Regions from separate parts of the Gossypium hirsutum genome. Here region 2 is linked to region 1. The links are chromatin contacts, called in public Hi-C maps. All regions are on one chromosome and are shown on one strand. Each heading gives the region's core, a stretch centred on a gene start, on an enhancer-like site or on the middle of the called end of the contact. The rest is flanking DNA. Distances are from core to core; before and after follow the strand shown.

Region 1 (6,635 bases), core at 3,467-5,966:
ATCATGTGCATTTAAATTGTTATTGATAATGTTTGAATATGCTATAGGTATCTCTATAAATTGCTTGAATGAGTATTTAATGCATGTTTGTCTAGTCTCACACTGAGTTTGTTAAGCTCACCCCATTACCTTAACTTCTCAAGTAATGAATGAACTTAGGATCAGAATTGGCATGCAGACGTATGACGGACTTCAGACTCAATTTCTTCATATTATTTTACTTTAATTTTATTTTTGGTTTATTTTCTCATTATCTTTATTAATCAATTTTGGGATTGTAAGTTATTTAAAAATATGGTTTGGGACTGTTTGTGTTTTGGGGATTACCATGCATGCATGACACTCATACTTGGATTAGTTTTACGGATATTGCATATTGAAATTGGGCTATGCATGATACATGGCTAAGTTAATAATTTGACTAGCTAGTAATGATATTTTTCCGCTGCTAAGAAGGTATTCAAAATTATTTTTCTAAACCAATGTCGACAATTAGGTTTTATAAAAATTCACCGAATTCACTAATTTGACTAAAGCATAGTTGGACTAAGTAAATGAACGTTTTCCAAAGTTAACAGTAGAAACCACGATTTTATAAAAAAGAGTACTTGAAGGTTTTAAATTGTCGTTAGAGTAGGTTCGATACTAAGGTGTCTAATGTGACCTTCATGATTCGGTCGTAACATCTAGGCTGAGTTTGGGAGGTTACAGTTCCAAGTCATCAGGTTTCCTCGCTACAAGGATCCTCTCAAGATCACTCTGAATCAAAATTGCTGACATGCGAACTTGCCATAGACTAAAATTTGCAATGCCGTCAAACTTGTCGATATCAAACCTTGATGTTGCCATCTCTGAACAGGATGAATATGGAAACTGAACTAGTTCTGATACTATTTTGTAGGGAATTAACCTGTGTATGCAACAAAAAATTAAATATAATAAAATCGAAAAGATCGAACACATAAATTTTACATAGAAAAAATTCTTCAAATGAGGATAAAAAACCAGGCAAAAGGAGATTTCACTATAATAAATGAGAGTACAAAAGATGGAAAGTATTAAAGAAAAACCCAGATTCCCTAAAACAAAACCTTTCAAAACAAAGAACAGAATTCTCTCAATCTGAATATTTTTGTTGTGTGTGAATCTAGAGTAACTAAGGCTTATTTATAAGCCGAAATTCGTAGCATATATGACTACAACAACCCTAGGAAATCAGAGTTTAAGTGGAAAACTAAAAACAGAGTTTAACTGGGAGAAGAAAATCGAAAAACTTAAGTTGCACATTGTCACGTCATGACGTGGCATCGTATTGTCAGGTCGAGGGCTTTCTTCTCATCATGACATCAATTGCTTGTTGGGACGAATAACACTTTCTTGTTGCAAGGTCATACACTGTTTAGTCCAAAATGCGAGGTAAAATTTCAGATACTATATATTTAAAAAGTTATGAAAAGATAATAAAAAGATGGAGTCATTGTCTTAATACTATTTGTTATCATTTAAAATGAAATGTATATATATTTTTTCAACTGAGTTGATATCCAATTAACCTAATTCATGGAAAAGATTTGTAATAAGGATAGATAGGTGCAGCTTCCATCTCATTTTCTTTCAATTATACATTTTTCTATTTTTAGTTATTTTATTTTTGTATTAATGGTTGGTTAATCTAACTCTGGACTTATTAACAAATGAGAAAGTAATTTTATGAATTTATCTCACAATCTATACTATATATATTAGGGCTTTAAGTAAATTGGTATCATGGTCTCAAATCAGTGTGAAATTATTTAAAAGTTATTTTTTTTTACAATGCAATTAATATTATTTTGACATAATGATAAATTTAGCTTTTAATGTTTGTCACTTTGACCCTAATTTTATTTTTGGATCATTTTAGCTCTAAACCTTATAATTTTAATAGATTATTTTTTTTGCAAAAAAAAAACTTATTTAATTGTTAAAATTTCACCTACACTGATGTGGTAGCTTACGTAATAATCTATGTATACTTCATTGCTTTTGCTCACATGGATATATATTTTTATGAAGTATTTCTGAATTTTTATGAAGTATATGTTAATTGTTACACGAGTTATTACGTTAGTACCATCAAGATTTTAATAGTGAAGGCAACTTTTCCATCTAAAAAAAGTAGCTTGACTAAAATTTGAAGATTAGGGTTCAAAGGATCCAAAAATAAAATTCGGGCGGATGTGACAAAAGACGTAAATTTTATAAGGTAAATTTATCATCATACCTATAAATTTTAAGGCATTTAATTTTTTTTCTATATTTTATCTAGAAAATACGTACACATAACAAGAACTAGAAATCCTATCACATATGTATGTGTGTAGAAATTACAGATTTAGAACACAAATGTGTATTTAAAAATAACATATAAAGAAACATATGATTTGAAACTAATTAATCATAATAAAAAATGAAATAAGTACAATATTAAAATAAAAAAATTAGATTAAATTATTTAAAATGATATTTAAACACACAAATATATCAGATAAATAATACTAAATGCACTACAGTTATTTATCATGGTTTTATCATCAATCGTGAGTTAGTGTCGAGTTGACTTGTGACACCAATTCGGTCAAGGGTTTTATAATAGCATAGATTAAAAAAATATAAAAATAATAAAATAAAATTTTGGTTGAGTGATAAATTTAAGGTTTTACTAATTCAATTGATATGAATTAAAATCCCAATGTATATATAATTTTACTGGTTTTTATTAAAATAAAAAAGCTAAATTATTCTCAAATAATATAACTTATTTTAATTATAAAAATATCTTTCCGTAATTTGCTAACCAAGTATAAAATTTAAACAAAAAATATTTCGATATATAATTTTATATAAAAATTTCATATATAAATATTTTCATTCATATAGTATGTGAAATCATTTATGTTATTTACCAATTACAGCCACCTACTCGCTTTTCCTTTTTTATGTCATATGCTAAGTTAGATTAAACGTCCCAAGTATCTACTTTATATATATATGAGTTGGTGGATTTAATTTATGAAATAAATTTTCTAACAAAACCATGGCGATTTTCTATTTTTTTTCTAACTAAAATTAAAAGAAAAATAAAACTGGGCGGGGTGGTTTTAATATGCAAGTTGTAAGCCTCCCCCCCCCCCCTTCCCTGACTCGTCAAGTTTATAAATTACGCATGACAGAGTTAACCCCAACCAATCGTTTCCTTAGCCCAACAGAAAATGCTATTGATAGTATTTTAAGGATTAGAGTTTAGGGAATCTCAATCAATTTTGTTACGTAAACTTCATCAACTCTTTTTTATACAAATATATAGAATTTGTTGGCAATTTTTTTTCAATCTTTTAAACACGTTGAATTTTATATTCTTCTACACTATCAAATAATTTAAAATTCAACTTCTTTTTATATTCTTCCTTATCTAAAATTGGATAATAAAAAGATTAATAAGATTCATGATGGTGCATGTTACCCCATGAAATCAGCCTTGAAATAGGCTCCCTTTTCAAGAAAACCATTCCTATCTTCCAAGTCAAACCAACACCACCACATTACATTGCCCCATACATAACATACCCCATTATTCTTTTCATATAATTTCTATTTTGCTTTTAAGATAATTATAAACTTCGTTTTTCGCCAAATGTCATAAGTTTGTAAGGATTTATTAGGCGGCGCTCCATAGATCAACGGGTTAAAGCTGATCGCACAAGGCAATTAAATGCCACGTGCCAAGACCCAAATTCTCTGTTCTGCACCGCCAAATGAACCTGATAGGAGCCGACAGGAGAAAGAGGGGTTAGTGGGTGATGCACGTGACAAGCATGATGGATGTTAACCAATAAAGAAGAGCCACGTGTTTGGGGACGCGTGATTATTAGGCGCAACAATGCGCTACCGTGTTTGGATAACATTTCGGTTCTACCGGCTCGGAGAAAAAATCGATTTAAATTTAATACCTATATTATTAACAAAAACCCTTGTTGAATCCACGAATTAATTAAATAATTTTTAATTAAAATAAATTATATTAATTAAAAATAAAAAACAAAAAAATATAAAAAAAGATTTAACTAATTAAATTAATAAAACATTAAATTTATCACTTAATGAAAATTTTATTGATATATTAATAGTGCAATTAATTTTTGGCGTTGGTTAAGAGAGAAAGTAAATTGAAATTTTGAGCAGCTTTCAAGTGAATCAAAAAGGTGGGCGGCCGTCGTTTTCACTTTAACCCAACAACCAAAAAATAAGAAAGCAAAAAAAAAAGCAGCGGTAAGTTTGAAGTTTTTTAATTAATTATAATTTTCGGCAGAGGAGAGGATAGGGACAGGCATAAATTTGGAAAAATAAGGTAGCGTTTGAGATTTGACCCGACTGGAGGGCTAGTCTGTCTCTCTGTTTCTTTGTGATAGTCAAACATCAGCAACGACACTGCCAATTCATTTCTTCATTTACCAGTTGACTCTTCTCTATGTTTGAATGTTAATTTGGCATCCTTTGGACGAGTTAATGTATGAAGGAATATTTCAATATGTAAAAAGAAACAGACTATTTGGTTAGTTGACGTCCAAAATGCGTATTTTAAAATTATAAAATGAATTTGGTGAATTAGTGGCGGTATGAGGTGAGTGGATCAGCTAAGAAGAAACGCTCTCAGCGGGACATTAGAAACGACCCAAGTCCAACTTGAAACTGTTCTCTCCCACTTTTACCACAACCCATTCCAACAAGGCCAAACTTCGGTCTGAATTTTTGGATAAGGTTCATTTTTTTTTTTTTTCCCGCAAAGAAAAGAAATCATTTTCAAAAACCTCGACGTTTCCACACGCCATTTTCCTATTACCCCAAACGCCCGCCCTATTTATACACACCATATCCGTCTAGTGAATCTAAAATACCAAAACTGAAGGAAAATAAAATTACAATCCATTTTCTTTTTTCTCATTCGTTTCCAGAAAATGGTTGATTTAGATTGGAAAGCGAAGATGGTCTCTTCCGATATCCCAAACAAATCCCCAAAACTTTCTAATAAGCTTCAGGTTTCGATTCCTACGCCGTTTCGCTTCTCCAATATTTCATCTCCACTTTCGACTTCAGCTTCGGCTTCCTCCGCTTACGATTATTATCTCCGGCTACCGGAGTTGAGGAAGTTCTGGGAGACAAAGGAGTTTCCAGCTTGGCAAAACGAGCGCGTTTTGAAGCCAGCTTTGCATGCTCTCGAGATCACATTCAGGTTTATTTCGATTGTTTTGTCTGATCCTAGATCGTATTCGAACCGTCGCGAATGGAAGCGTCGACTCGAGTCACTCACCACGAGTCAGATCGAACTCATCGCCATGCTTTGCGAGGACGAAAACGAGGACAAAACGGCCGCTGGCACGGCGCCAATCTTCGATCTAACTTCTTCGAACGGAGTACTAGCTCGCGAGAGCAGCTCCGCCGAGGTCTGGAAGCTTCATGGAGAAACAACGGTGGTCAGCCGAACCAGCAAAGACAGCTTGTTGCCTCGACTCGCCACGTGGCAGAAATCTGAAGATGCCGCGCAGAAAATCCTTTACACCATTGAGTGCGAGATGAGGCGTTGTCCGTACACTCTAGGTTTAGGAGAGCCGAACTTGTCCGGCAAACCGAGCCTCGACTACGACTCCGTTTGCAAGCCAAACGACCTCCACGCGCTGAAAAGGAGCCCGTACGACCACTGCATCGAGAACCACGAGAACGCAACGCTTTTCACGACGCATCAGATCCTGGAATCGTGGATCCAAACGGCGAAACAAGTACTGAAACGCATCGCTTCGAGGATTGACGCTGAAATCTTCGAAACCGCCGCGAGCGATTGTTATTTGATGGAAAGGATCTGGAAGCTTCTAGCGGAAATTGAAGATCTCCACCTCTTAATGGATCCCGACGATTTCCTTCACCTCAAAAGTCAGCTACTGATAAAACCGGTCAATGAAACGGAAGCGTTTTGTTTCAGGTCGAAAGGCTTGGTTGAAATTACGAAAATGTCCAAGGAGTTGAAACACAAGGTTCCGTTTATATTGGGTGTGGAGGTGGATCCTAAAGGCGGACCCAGGATCCAAGAAGCTGCGATGAGATTGTACTCAGAGAAGCAGGAGGGCAATAAGGTCTTCCTCGTACAAGCTTTGCAAGCCATCGAAGGAGCTTTAAAACGGTTCTTTTACGGTTATAAGCAGGTGTTGGTGGTGGTTATGGGGAGTTTAGAAGCGAAAGGGAACCGAGTCGTGGCCGGCTCCGGCTCGGTCGATTCGTTGAGCCAGGTATTCTTAGAGCCTACTTATTTCCCTAGTTTGGATGCGGCTAAGACTTATTTGGGCGAGTTTTGGAATCATGAACTCGGTGGATCTGGGTTGACTCGATGGAAGAAGTGATGACTCATTTTGATTAGAAACTAAAGATAAATACACAGATTGGAAAATCTTTCTAGTCGATTATTGTTTTTATATTTATTCTTTTTTGTATACTTATTCTTGTAAAATACAAATTCATTATTTATAAAACTCTATCCAATTACTATATATTTGTTAATCTTTCTTATAGAATAATATCTATTTAAATTTTATGAAATTTAATTGCAA
Region 2 (7,077 bases), core at 2,827-5,326, 260 kb before region 1:
CTTCAAGTCTTGGCCAATTATGTTGTCGTCATGCTTGATCACAATCTGCAGTGGCCATCCCTTGGCTCCCAATATTTTATCCTCAGATGTGTGCTGTTTATGACAAACAACTTGAGTTTCCTTAGCTAATGTCGAAGTTGTCACGAATATCGCATTGCTGGTGCTGACTTCTCTTCCATGTGAGTCTGAGAACTTGCCAATTCGGATAGCTTGGCACAAGCAGCTCTGAACCTGAATATCAGCTTTATCCACATTTTCAAGGAAGACAACTGACAAGGGCTTTTTGCTTAACTCCTCAGCAATATAGTCAACCACAGTCTTTCCTCTGAACCTTAAATCATAATTCACTTCCTGGGAATTGAAGAGCAACTGTGTATGCATCAACCCCCCATCTTGGCAACTTAGATCCATACCGATGAAATTTTCTCTGCTTCCATAGACTACGTCTGCAAGTGCAAGAGCAATTTTTCTTTTACCACACCTATCAGGTCCACAGAAATTCAACCATATATCACCTCTTTGACTGGCTCCATGACATTTTTCAGTTCGTGCACGCCCGTTGGCCACTGTTTGGCAAATAACACTTGCAGCTTCATGTTGCCATCCAACTCTTTTGGTGACAGCTGTAAAAAGCTTCTTGAAATTGCTTGGATTAAGCTTTCCACAAAATTCAGGAGAGAAAGTGGAAGAGGACTGAGAAGGATGGCCAGAGATGTTTCCATTATTAGCATCAACATTTGCAGGAAGGCAACCTGGGAAGTCCTCCGCAAGCCCTGCATGGTTCTGATTTGAAGGTTTCATCAATGTGTTGCTTGAAGAAACGGAGCATAAACCCAACCCCAAATCAGTTGTCACAGAAGTCACAGATGTAGGAGAGGCTTGACTAACGTCACCCCCACTTGAATTGGACAAACTGCAAGGAGATATGGGTTCAATCGCTTCAAAAACACCTACTTTGGAAGGCTTTTCCCATAGCTTGTGCAGGACACTTCCATTTCTAGTCTTGGATACTATAGAGGAAGGATTCTCTGATAGTGATGTAGACATCTTTTCATCGGGCGGTGCATTTCTGTTGTCATTACTATGACCATGAGCATTTTCCTTCTTGTCTTGCACGAAATGAAAGCCCATAACAGTCGGGAATGAAGGACTTTCTTCATAAGTTTTTGACTCAGGGCCTGGATGAGTGTGATGAAGGCGCTGGCAAATATTGTCCCACTTCTTTTGCAGTCCTGCTACCATAGTGTTTAAAAACTGCCCATCTTTGGTCTGCACTGAAGAGAGACAAACTTGTTTTCACATAAATTTCATAAATTATCCAAACTAAACCGATTAAGATTTGGAGAAAAGGGGCAGAGGCAGGGGCAGGGGCAGGGGCAGGGACAGGGTTGGGTAGATTTAGTGAATAAAACATGGAAACCCTTGATCAACACAACAGATCTGGTGAACAACTGACATTTTAAAACCGGTATAAGTGTATGCTGTGGGTGCATGCAAATGGTTTCCACCTTTTGAGATTGGCAGCAAATGAATCAGTTTAGGAATATACTTGAGTTGTAATAATAGGGATTGAAAGTTGAAACCGATGGTTCTCTTAATACTCCGGGTCCCCACCACAGATATTTGAAACAAATGAATATGAACACAAAATAAGCACGTGAAGCATAGACGAACGGACACACACCTTCAAATCTAATCCCTTGTTTGCACCAAGCTCTGTCATCTGCAACCAAGTAGGCAAAGTAGATTGGCACTGGTCTGCCACGGAAACATTGAAACCTCCCTTTGAAATTGCAATTACTTCCTGTTCACACTTCTCATTGCATAGATGACAGCGGGGTAAATGCTGATACGAGCTGCTTAAGGACCCCTTTGACTCGGAAGGTGTAGCAAAGAACCCACCAAATGGAACAAATGACTCCATTAAGCTGTAGTTACATAAACTATGAGATCAAGTCGGATTAAATACGAAGACAGTCATGGAAATCAAAGGAACCAATAAACGCAAAGGAAAAAAAAGTGATGCTGCATAACAACAAAAAGAATTAAACCGATAAAGTGGATACCAACATTCCACTACTATAGCATTCAACACCTTAAATAAATTTAAAATTATAAAAGTATCAGCTAGGCCTATGTAAGTGTTTCATCCAATAACCATGCACTAACCAAATAATCACCCTTTATGAAACGCTTAATTACCCACTGCAAACAACTTAATATCTTTAAAATCATTTTAAACTCTTATTATTATTACTATTATTATTATTATTATTATTATTATTATTATTATTATTCAAAAATGTTAACACAGCAACAACGTAGCAGTGCTTTAAGTTGCAAATTCAGCTTAAATCACAAATCACGTCCCCTCTAAATCCCAGGTTTCACCATGGTGAATATTTTACCCCAACCATTGCAACTCTGGCAAAGGTTATGACTTAAAAGAGTTACACAACGAAGCATCAGCTTTAAATCAAGATTACCTAATCCTTAAATCCCTCAAACTCGACCGTAGGACAAATAAAGAGCTCTCTAAACACAACATAAGTATACTTGACCAAAATAAATTAGTTAAAAGCATTCAGAATAACGACCAAACATATCATGCCAACATAAAAGATAGTATAAAATAAAATATCCAAGAAAATTGATAATTCAATTTACATACCTGGACTTGGGATAAGACTGAGCCAATGAATTCCTAACCGAAGTTATAGGCAAAATCTGCAAATCCCAGTCTTTTTCAACTGAAGGAAACCTACTTAGAAACCTCAAATATGTCTGGTAACTTGTTGCAGCTCCCAGCAACCAGAGTTTCCCTCCATAAACTTGTAATAACCTCGTTAACTGTCCAACTACATAACTAATCCCATCTTCATCCACAACCTTGTCGTCATCATCATCATCATCATCATCATCATCATCTTTTTCACTCTTGTCACTGACAAGATTTTTCAGATCCCCATAATTCACCACCAACCCGGATCCGGATCCTTCAATTTCCCGACCCATTTCTTCAAATTTTAAATCCATCTCCCCTTTATTAAAGCCTTGATTAGTAGTGCACTTGGAAATATAATTTTGGATGCGAATTATGTTTAACCCCGAAATTCCTTTAACCAATAAGCCATCTTTCTTTTGGTCCAAACAATCCGTGAAATTGGCGAGTGCATCGTTTGCACATACACCAACAAGTAGTGGATTCCTCCTTCGCGCCAAAACTTCTCCTACTCTCCTACAGTTTTCTTCTCCTCCATAAAAAGATGCAAAACCCGGGAACGGGAAACTGAAGCCGCCATGACATGGAAACCTGGTGTTTTCATAACCCGGATCCGAATTTTCTAGATTGCAAAGAAAAACCGGTGGGCCACGTGGTCGAGAGTATCTTAGGAGATTAGGGAGGGGGCGGATGATTGCCAGCTTGATTTCGGAGCTCCGAAATCCCGCCTCGCCGAAGACCCGACTAACAACAGGGTCATCCAGGATGGATAACATCAAGTGTTGGAGCTCCACTTTGACGCACGAGATACTGGAAGGATTTTGCTGCGACATATCGCGATAAAGGTGGAAATTTTCGGGCTGCCTTCGCTGGTTCGCCTGAGACCGCTTTATCGCGGCCATGAGCGAGTTGGAGACGGGCGGGTCGTTGCTGAGTTGACTCGAGGGGACTCGGTCCAATGACACGCTAAGGCAAAGCTCCAACGCTTTGAATTGGAGGCGAGGGGAGTAAGCCGCGTTACGAGCACGTGCACAGGCGTCACGTAACGGGGACGAAGGGAGAGATAGAAGAGCAGAAACGGCATGGAGCGAGGTCGTTTGCGCGTGTCCCCTCCGCCGCGCGACTCTCACCGCCTCGTCTAGCGCGTGAGCTGCCTCTGGCGTTAAGCATTGCCGCGCTACACTTACCGGCGTAGGCATCGCCGGGTATCATAAAAAGCCAAAAACTTTTTTTTCTTGATTAAAAAAGGAAAAAAAGGAGGAGGTAAACTAAAAATATATATTTGTTTGTTTATCAGAAGTGCAAGGGAGAGATTTTTTTTATAAAAGAAAAAGGGGCTTTTATGGAGGACAATAGTATATAAGTGCGGGGATAATTAATTAATTATTTATTTTACCTCTAAAGTTAAAGGGGAACTGTTGGCTGTCTAAGTCGGGGTTAGTGGGGTCCACTGCGGAGGAGATCATTTGGAACGACAGGTGGTGAATTTAGATTCTCTACTATATACACAAAAGGATTTCCTTTTTCTCTTTTATGCGTATATGCTCCTCTCTACAAATATGATTTCTTTTAATTTTAATTAAAATTTTTTTATGGCAAAATAACCACTATAGGCCCATTTAAAAAAAAAAATTAGGGTTTTGGGTCGGTTTTTATTTTAATTAGGGATATACGTCAATTTTGTTGAAAACCACGCTTAGTTGGTCGCGCTTTGTCAAATCCCAATCGGCTTTTTTAACGTTGTCGCCAACGATAAAAAAAGTTTAAAACCCTAACGGTAACTTTTTTTACCCTATAAATACCCCTCAAATTTTATTTTTCATTCACATTCTTCTCTCAAGTCTCTCAATCCTCTCAAACCCTCTCAAGTCTCTCAACTCTCTTCTTTTTAATAATTTTCGATATTTTTAATTAAAATTTTTTTAAAATTATCTCATTTTTATTCTTTTAAACTGATTTCTCACGAATGACCGCCTCCCTAATCCACTTTGACGACAGGCATATTTTCGTTGCCTAATTAGTAATGGTAAGACCGAAATTTAAATTTCATTAATTTCAATAATGTTAAATTTATTTTTTTTATAATTATAATTTTTTGTGTGTAAATAGGCGGATGATCATGTTTTGGATAGTTTCATCCATAATATGGGAAAGTGTGCGATTCTTGAAATTTGTGGCCACTTGTAAACGGTTGGATTCTTACATGTGTCTATGTTTGGGGACTACAAACTCGATTTGTAACTAATTAGCGCATTAGTGGAAAGATGGAGGCCCGAAACACACACTTTCCACCTTCGATGCGGCGAGTGTACAATCACACTCGAAAACATAGCACTACAACTTGGTCTGCCAATGGATAGTCTAGTCATCACAGGATCTGGGATCAATTCGAACAAAGTGACCCTCTACCAATCACTGTTGGGAAAGGTCCCGGAAAAGTTCGAAGGTGGTCGGATATCGATGAACTAGTTGAAGGATAATTTTAACGAGCTCCCTAAAGACCCGAAAGATCGAACGAATGAGGTGATACAACAATACACCTGAGCATGCATCTTGAGGTTAATTAGGGGCATTTTAATGCCTAACAAATCTCGAAATTTGGTGCATGTAAGGTGGCTACTACATCTAGTGGACTTCAATGATTGCGTGAAACTAAGTTAGGGATCTACCGTATTGTCCACGTTATATCGGGAGATGTGTCAAGCCACGAACCCAAGGTCGGCGTCAATGAATGGTTGTCTGCTCCTGTTGTAGTCATGGGCCTAGTGGAGACTACCGTTTCTACGTCTCAATGTGACCGACCTATATATGTTCCCATTGGTGACAAGGTAAACATCATTTATTAACAAATACGTAGTTTGTACAATAATTTTTATTATTATATGTTTCAACTAACATATCGCTTGTACAGGTGGAACCATGGGCTGAGCTACATGGGACTGCCTGAGGTAATTAAAGATATTAGGAACTATTCTTTCGAACCTATATTAATTACGTAATTATTTGTGAAAAAGAAATTCATAAATAACGATAATTACAATTTTGCTTATCAGTTTGAATGGATGTCGTATGCCGACATCTATGTCATATCCTGCATCTCGCCGAAAGTGTTGCGCAATCAGCAGATGTGGGATGCGAAAGTGCCGTTGATAGTGTACGCAACAGTGGAAATGCACAAAATAAATAGGGTGTTGCGGCAGTTCGAGTGGAGGCAACAAATTTCGTCGCCACCGCAATATTTGAAGGATCTGCACAAGGTGGACATACGGGGGAAGGACAACATCGACTGGTCGGTGCGGTACGAGGAGCACATCAAGGCGTGGGATCATAGGATGCAATCCATACTCGTTCGCGAACAATTTTTCTCAGCAGACACGACGATAGTTGATGATTACTTGGCATGGTTCAGAAATGTAAGTGTGTTGAGGCGCGTTATCACATCCCCGACCCCTCAAAACCACCTAAGAATTTCTGTCGAAAGCCTTGAACACTTTCAAAATACTCTAAACTCTAAATAAAAACCCTAATAAAAATCCTAACCCTAGTAAAGTAAAAACCCTAACCTTAGGAGAGAGAACATGAAAGCGCATCCCAGTAAAATTGGCCAATATCTCTAATTAAAAAAATCGACCCAAAACCTTAATTTAAAAAAAAAATTGGCCTATAGGCCTTATTTTTCCCTTTTTTATAGTTAAAATGATAAAATAAAATTGTTAAAATTTATAATGTTTTAAGTTGTGTATTTTTTAATCTCAAAATAATATAATTTTTTTTAAAAATATACTTTAATTATTATCAAACTAAATCAACATCATATTAATTTGTCAAGTCAATTCAATTCAATTAAGGAAATATAAGTATTCAATAGTAATCTCACATACAAAAGTCTGAAATTGATAATATACGGAGAAAATAAGAAATATGAAGTATGAAACATAAGAAGAAATCGTTATTTTAAAATATCCTCTAATTATAAAAAATTATTTGGATAAAAATTTGAATTTTCATTGAATTATTATACAGTAGGAAAATTATTAAAATATTTTTATTTTTAAAAAGTAATAAATAAATATTAAAATGAAAGTATATTTTTTTTTATTTTTAAGTAAAATTTTAAACGAATTTTAAATTTTTAACTAACCATTTCAACCAATATCTTATTTGGTGTTAATCTACATATTATAAATCCTATCAAACATATCAGTGCGAAAATCACGAATTTAAAAAATAAATATGTGTTTAAAAATAATATATAATAAATAATGAAATTTATTGTTTTAAAAACATTAGTCATAATAACATATGAAATATTTATGTTATTAAAATAAAAAATAGATTAAATTATGAGTCAAATG

Evidence for each region. A called contact is a pair of places that touch in the nucleus more often than the background predicts.
Region 2: a contact with region 1 is called in a Hi-C map of leaf, with 2.5 times the contacts expected there. The contact joins the promoter of LOC107904057 here to the promoter of LOC107904145 in region 1. A contact is called at or near these places in 5 of 34 Hi-C or Micro-C datasets (hypocotyl and leaf).

The regions. Positions count from the first base shown.
Region 1 is chrD05:34,552,427-34,559,061 of Gossypium_hirsutum_v2.1, reverse strand. LOC107904145 (nematode resistance protein-like HSPRO2) reads left to right here and starts at 4,716. Exons shown (of 1, transcript XM_041092899.1): 1 at 4,716-6,575. The coding sequence starts at 4,995. The coding sequence ends at 6,428.
Region 2 is chrD05:34,815,980-34,823,056 of Gossypium_hirsutum_v2.1, reverse strand. It overlaps LOC107904057 (protein SMAX1-LIKE 6), which reads right to left and starts at 4,076. Exons shown (of 3, transcript XM_016830328.2): 1 at 2,672-4,076; 2 at 1,685-1,928; 3 at 1-1,269. The coding sequence starts at 3,921.